Linked DNA regions of Callithrix jacchus: region 1 is linked to region 2. The links are chromatin contacts, called in public Hi-C maps. All regions are on one chromosome and are shown on one strand. The core of a region is the stretch at or near the end of the contact, and the rest is flanking DNA. Distances in the headings are between cores, read along the strand shown.

Region 1 (2,831 bases), core at 99-2,598, 200 kb before region 2:
AGCTCCAGCAGGGAAGGGCAGAGGCACCACTTATCAGAACCAGCTCAGCCCCAGAAAGGGTGGTGCTAAGGTAGACATCAGGAGGGACTTTCCAGCTGTCTGAGTTGTGATACCTTGCCGAAGGAGGCAGAAGAATCTTCTCCCACACAGATAGTACCAGGGAGAATGTTCTCTGGGTTGATTTGAAGGCAGTTATCTTTTGGTACTTGAGAAGAACAGAGAGCAGAACACCTTTTAAGACCATCCTTAAAAACCCTGGATTTGGGCTTGGTTTGGTGGCTCATGCCTATAATCCCAGCACTTTGGAAGGCCAAGGTGGGAGGATAGCTTGAGCTCAGGAGTTCAAGACCAGCCTGGGCAACACAGAAAGATTCTGTCTCTACAAGTAATTAAAAAAAATTAGCGGGACATGATGGCATATATCTGTGGTCCCAGCTACTTGAGAGGTTGAGGCAGGAGGATTGCCTGAGCCCAGGAGGTTGAGGCTACAGTAAGCTGTGATTTTGTTACTGCATTCCAGCCTGGGCAACAGAGCAAGACCTTGTCTCAAAAAAAAAAAAAAAAAAGGTTTACATTAATTAAAAAAAAACCCCAACAACCCTGGATTTGGGGAATAAGGGGGAGGAGTGGCTTAAAATCCAAATAGGGCCATGCAAGACTGAGCCATCTCTGACTAATAAGCAGATGCTACTCTTCCAAGTATACAGGAGTCTCCCTACTTCAGCATCTCCAGTTTAACACACCGCGGCTTGGAGATTTGCTCTCTATCTGCTAGACTTCCGGCTCCTAGAGATAAAGCAGTCGATTCAAGGTCACAGCCAGAGGATGATGAACTTGGGGAACAATGCTGCTTTCCTCCTTCTGGTTAAAAAATCCCTTCTCGGGGTGGGCTGCTTCCTCAGGGCATGATTCCCTTTAACCCACCCCGAGCTTTGCCTTTTTTTGAAAACAGCAACTGTGGCCCAGGGAAAAAAGTCTCCCTAGTGTGCTCCACTTAGCTTTCTGCTCTGCCACTCTGCCACCTTCTGCACTTCATGAATGTGCTTCCATCCAGCGTTATAGTCCCACCTTGGAGCTAAAGAACAAGAATGAAAGCTCCTCTTTCAGTAGATGCAGTATCTGCTTCACCCAGAGGGAATGCTATCTTTCTTCCCACCACCAGCTAATGGTTCAATGCAAAGCAAGAATGAGAAGGTTAAAAACCAAACCAGACCCCCCAAAAATTGCAAGTGTTGCTGCTGAGTTGTCAAAGGAATGGAGCATAAAGAGCCCCAGGAGAGAAAGCAGGAAGGGCTCTCATGTTGGGGAAGCCTTAGCCACTCTCCTCATAAAGACCCCTCTGACCCCAGCTGGGCAGCATTATGCCAGTGAACCCAGAAACCTAGCTCTAGGCAAGGAGGGCTAAATAGAAAAGAACTGGCAGAGCCTGGGTGGGGCTAGGAAGAGAAAGCCCCCAGCCTTCAAGAGGACCGATTCAGCCATAGGCAAGAAACTCAAACCAGACAGGGTCCTACACGCCAAAGCGTATTGAGACATCCAGGATGCCAAGTGGCGTTCCCTGCGGTGAGGGATGGGGAGGGACAGAGGGAGGACACTTTTGGCTTGAGTCTCTCTCACACCTTAAACTAGTTAGTGCCAATACAACTGCCCAAAGTTTTGTGGGCAGAGCGGACCACAGAATGTTAATCTCTGAGGCCAAGCCCAGATCATTGTTATTAGGATCACTTATGTGGCATCCTTAGTAGAGTTGGGGCAAGGATACAGGCAGAGGGAACAAAGAAAGAGGAAAACAGAAGTTATTCTTCTAACGTTAAATGGACAAGCTTCTAAAAACTGATATTCCAGAACAGACTGTAAGCTCTAAAGATAGGGAAGAAAACCTCAAAGAAGCCAGTTGCCCATCTTCCTCTCACATCTGTTCCATTCCATTTTCACTCGCCTAGTCCTCCACATCCCCTAACACTACTGTTCTTTAGAGCAGTGGTCTCTGGCGGGGGACATGCATCCATCTGTTACAGTGTGAGGAAAATATTACACCGTTCTGTATTACCTCACCCACTTCTTCACTTCTCTCTTTTTTTTTTTTGACAGAGCCCCTCTCTGTCGCCCAGGCTGGAGTGCAACGGAGTGATCATGGCTCACGGCAACCTCGGCCTCTAGGATTCAAGCAATTCTTCTGCCTCAGTCTACTGAGTAGCTGGGACTACAGGTGCCCACTGCCACGTCTGGCTAATTTTTGTATTTTTAATAGAGACGGGGTTTCACTGTGTTAGCCAGGATGGTCTTGATCTCCTGACCTTATGATCCGTCCACCTCGGCCTCCCAAAGTGCTGGGATTACAGGCGTGAGACACCGTGTCCAGCCTACCTCATTCATATCTATGTTTGCCTATCTTATTATGTAAATACTAGCATTAGACATGTTAATAATAAGGCAGCAGTCTTGTAGGTGAACATTTGTTTGGGATATGTACTTAGTTTTTTCCAGGTTGGCAATACTACAAGAAATGTCAATCTGCCAAACTGAGGAAGAGCCCAATCCCAGTGTATCTCAGCTTGTGGCAAAAAGGACAATTCTTGGTAAAACATGCCACTGCCACTTTTTCAGTCGGGCGCTGAGTGGGTTTATTGGATCATGTCCGGTGGCTCCGCAGATTATAACAGAGAACATGGTGGCCCGGAGGGAATGGACCTCAATGTTGTCATCGAGAGCAACTGGAATGAGATTGTTGATAACTCTGATGATATGAATTGAAAGGAGTCTCTTCTTCGGGGCAACTATGCTTACGGTTTTGAGAAGCCTTCCGCTATTCAGCAGAGAGCTCTTATTCC
Region 2 (3,015 bases), core at 318-2,817:
CGGAGTAGCAGCCATGGCCTCGGGAAAGAAACTGTCTGGAGCCGGCCTCCTTTCATTGGAACTTGAAAGTGATGTCTGCATTGGAGTGTGACAGAGAGCAGGACTGCAGGCTCTGTAGATGGACCTGGGGTTGAATCCTAGCTCTGCCACTCTCTCGATGTTTGGATTGGGGCACTCCCATTTCAGAAGCTCGTTTCTTCATCTGCAGTATGGAGACGAGCATCCTTACTCTCCAGGGTCATTGCTGGAATTAAATGAGTGGATGCACAGAAAAGCGTCTGTGATAGGTCTGGCAAACTCCAGGAGTCCAGGGATTGTTAGATCCCCTGCCACACAATAGAGCAGGAGCCAGACTACTTCCTGTACTCAGCAAAGAGTGACCAAGAGGCGTGTGGCAATGATGTGGCTTCCAGATCCCAAAAGCCCAGTTCTGGAAAACCTAATTTTTTTTTTATTGGATTTAAAAAAAAATAGTGTTCCTCAATCCAGGGTCTCTTGCAGTTGGGGAACTTGAGGCTTTCAGCTGTTGCATGCCTAGGCCTTGTCCTAATCCAATAAGGCAGGATATGGAATGGGATGCTGGTTATGGAACAGGATAGGATTGGTGGATGAAACAGAAAGGGGGAGAGGGAGAGTACAGACACACACACACACTCACACACACACTTTCACACACACACTCTCACACTCACTTTCACACACACTCTCTCACCTTTACACACACATACACACACACTTTCATACACACACATACACACACACTCTCACTTTCACACACATACACACACTCTCACCTTTACTCACACACTCACACATACACTTTCATACACACACATACACACTCACACTCTCACACTCACTTTCACACACACTCTCACCTTTACACACACACTCACACTCACACACACTTTCATACACTCACACACATACACACTCACACTCACTTTCACACACATACACATACTCTCACACACTTGCACAAACACACGCGCACACACTTTCACACACACACTCACTTTCACACACACTCACTTTCACACACACTCACACACTCTCACACTCACTTTCACACATACACACACTCTCACACTTTCACACACGTGCACACACACTTTCACACACCCACATACACACTTTCACACACTCACACACTTACACACACTCACTCACTTTCACACACTCACTTTCACACACAGATATACTCACACACATTCATACACTCACATACACACACTCACACTTCACTTTCACACACACATACACACACTCTCTCACTTTCACACACACTCACACACACTTTTACACACATACACACACTCACACACTTACTTTCACACATACACTCACACACACTCTCACTTTCACACACACTTTCACACACACTCACACATTCTCACACTCTCACTTTCACACACACACACTCACTTTCATACACACACACACACACACACACACACAGATTCTGCTGTAACAGAGATGGAAAGAGGAGGCAAAGGAGGAGAAGGGCCAGTGACAGCCCTGCTGCTCTGAAAGGCAAGGAGCCCTTGGCTCACTACCTTCCTGTCCTCCCCTAGGTTCACGTGCACTGGGATCCTAGACTCCCTAGGAGTGAGGACGGGCACCACAAAGGCATGAAGGCACCTCCTACCACCTTCAAGACTTCCCACTGCCAGTCTGTAGCCTGTTGTCGAGTCCTGGTCCAACCCTGAGTCACCCGTGTGAGCTGGGGTCCATGATTGGTCTCTAGTTCTCCGTCTCTTCATCTGAAGAATGTGAAGAGTAACTTCTGCCTTTGCTGCTTACAGGACGGTCGTGAGGATCCAAGGGCACAGTGAGGTGCTAGACAGAGGTGGGGGAGGCAGGCACATGGATTCCTTTCCATGTGGCTCTCAAGAAACACCTGTCCCTCCAGACTCGGGGACTGCCTGGGACCTTGAATAATTGCCTTGGCAACTTATCGCCTGGCTAACTACCACTCCTTTGGGTTTCGGCTTAAACGTCAGTTCTGCAAGATCTTCTGGACCCCTAAGCTGGGTTCTCCTCTTATAAGCATGCACAGCATTCTGTACCTTCCCATCGCAGCACTTTTATAAGTTGAACAGCGTGGTTATTGGTGTGATTATTTAACACCTGCCTTTTGCACTACACTCTAAGCTCTATGAGGAAAGGACTATGTTTCGTTGTGCACCATCGTATCACCATGTGGCAGTCTCCATAAGACCCTGCTGCGTGGGTAAGTGAATTCCCTGCCTCATACCTCTCTCATGCCTTAGCATGGGGCCTGAGGCCAAGCACCCATCCGTCACATCCCCCTTGCCCAAAGCCTCCTTATAAGGGGCAGGGAAAGGGTGGCGTCTCCTCTCCCTTCTAACTCAAGGAACAAATCATTGGCTACATGACAGTTGCCCTTCTTCCCATCCTCCCAGCATAGCAGCCCCTGTCCTGGATCCAAAGGCAGAGGTGAGTAATTGCTATTTTTATTTATCTTTGCACAAGGCTGCCCTCTGGTGTTGGAACATGCAGGAGCGAATGGGAAGGATGGACGCCCCAGTGGCCAGGAACCAGAGGGCTGAGCCTTGCTCAGACACTGCCAGTGAGCCAGGGAGTAGGTAAGTGCTACAAGAGGTGCATCTTTCAGTTCTCCATCCTTATGGATGGTTCCCTCCAAATCTAACAGGAGGCCCTGGCCTCAGAAGAGCTGGAGGTGAAGGAATGCCCCTTAGAAATCCTACCCATCTCAGCCCCAGTAGCATGGCGTGTGGGTAGGGGGAGCTGGTTTAAGTAGCCATTCTTTCTCCTCAGTGGCAGGCAGGCAAAGATTTTATAGTCAGCTCTCAAAAAAGGAAATTCCAACTTCTGTAGTGTAAATGCCCCTGCCATGGCCAATTTGAAACCACCAATGTGGTGTCACTGAAGGAAGAGCTGGAAGAGCTGCCCCGGAGCACACCATGGTCCAGCGTTTCTCCCACACAGATACCACCGACAGAAATAACTTCGAGGGCATGGTTAATAGTG

What was found. Hi-C and Micro-C count contacts between places; a contact is called where the count stands out from the background.
Region 1: a Hi-C map of skeletal muscle shows a contact between it and region 2, with 5 times the contacts expected there. The contact joins two enhancer-like sites. A contact is called at or near these places in 3 of 3 Hi-C or Micro-C datasets (induced pluripotent stem cells and skeletal muscle).

Annotation. Positions count from the first base shown.
Region 1 is chr19:30,759,193-30,762,023 of calJac240_pri, reverse strand. All of the region lies in intron 2 of ATP2B4 (ATPase plasma membrane Ca2+ transporting 4), which reads right to left. It also overlaps the pseudogene LOC118149533. Among named protein-coding and RNA genes, the nearest start is that of LAX1, 68 kb to the left of the region's middle. Within about 2 kb of position 1,348, at least 4 of the 16 cell types and tissues checked have an H3K27ac peak or open chromatin away from gene starts, as enhancers often do. A contact at or near this core is called in skeletal muscle, where this site is marked.
Region 2 is chr19:30,557,668-30,560,682 of calJac240_pri, reverse strand. No RefSeq gene overlaps it. Among named protein-coding and RNA genes, the nearest start is that of OPTC, 12 kb to the right of the region's middle. Within about 2 kb of position 1,567, at least 1 of the 16 cell types and tissues checked has an H3K27ac peak or open chromatin away from gene starts, as enhancers often do. A contact at or near this core is called in skeletal muscle, where this site is marked.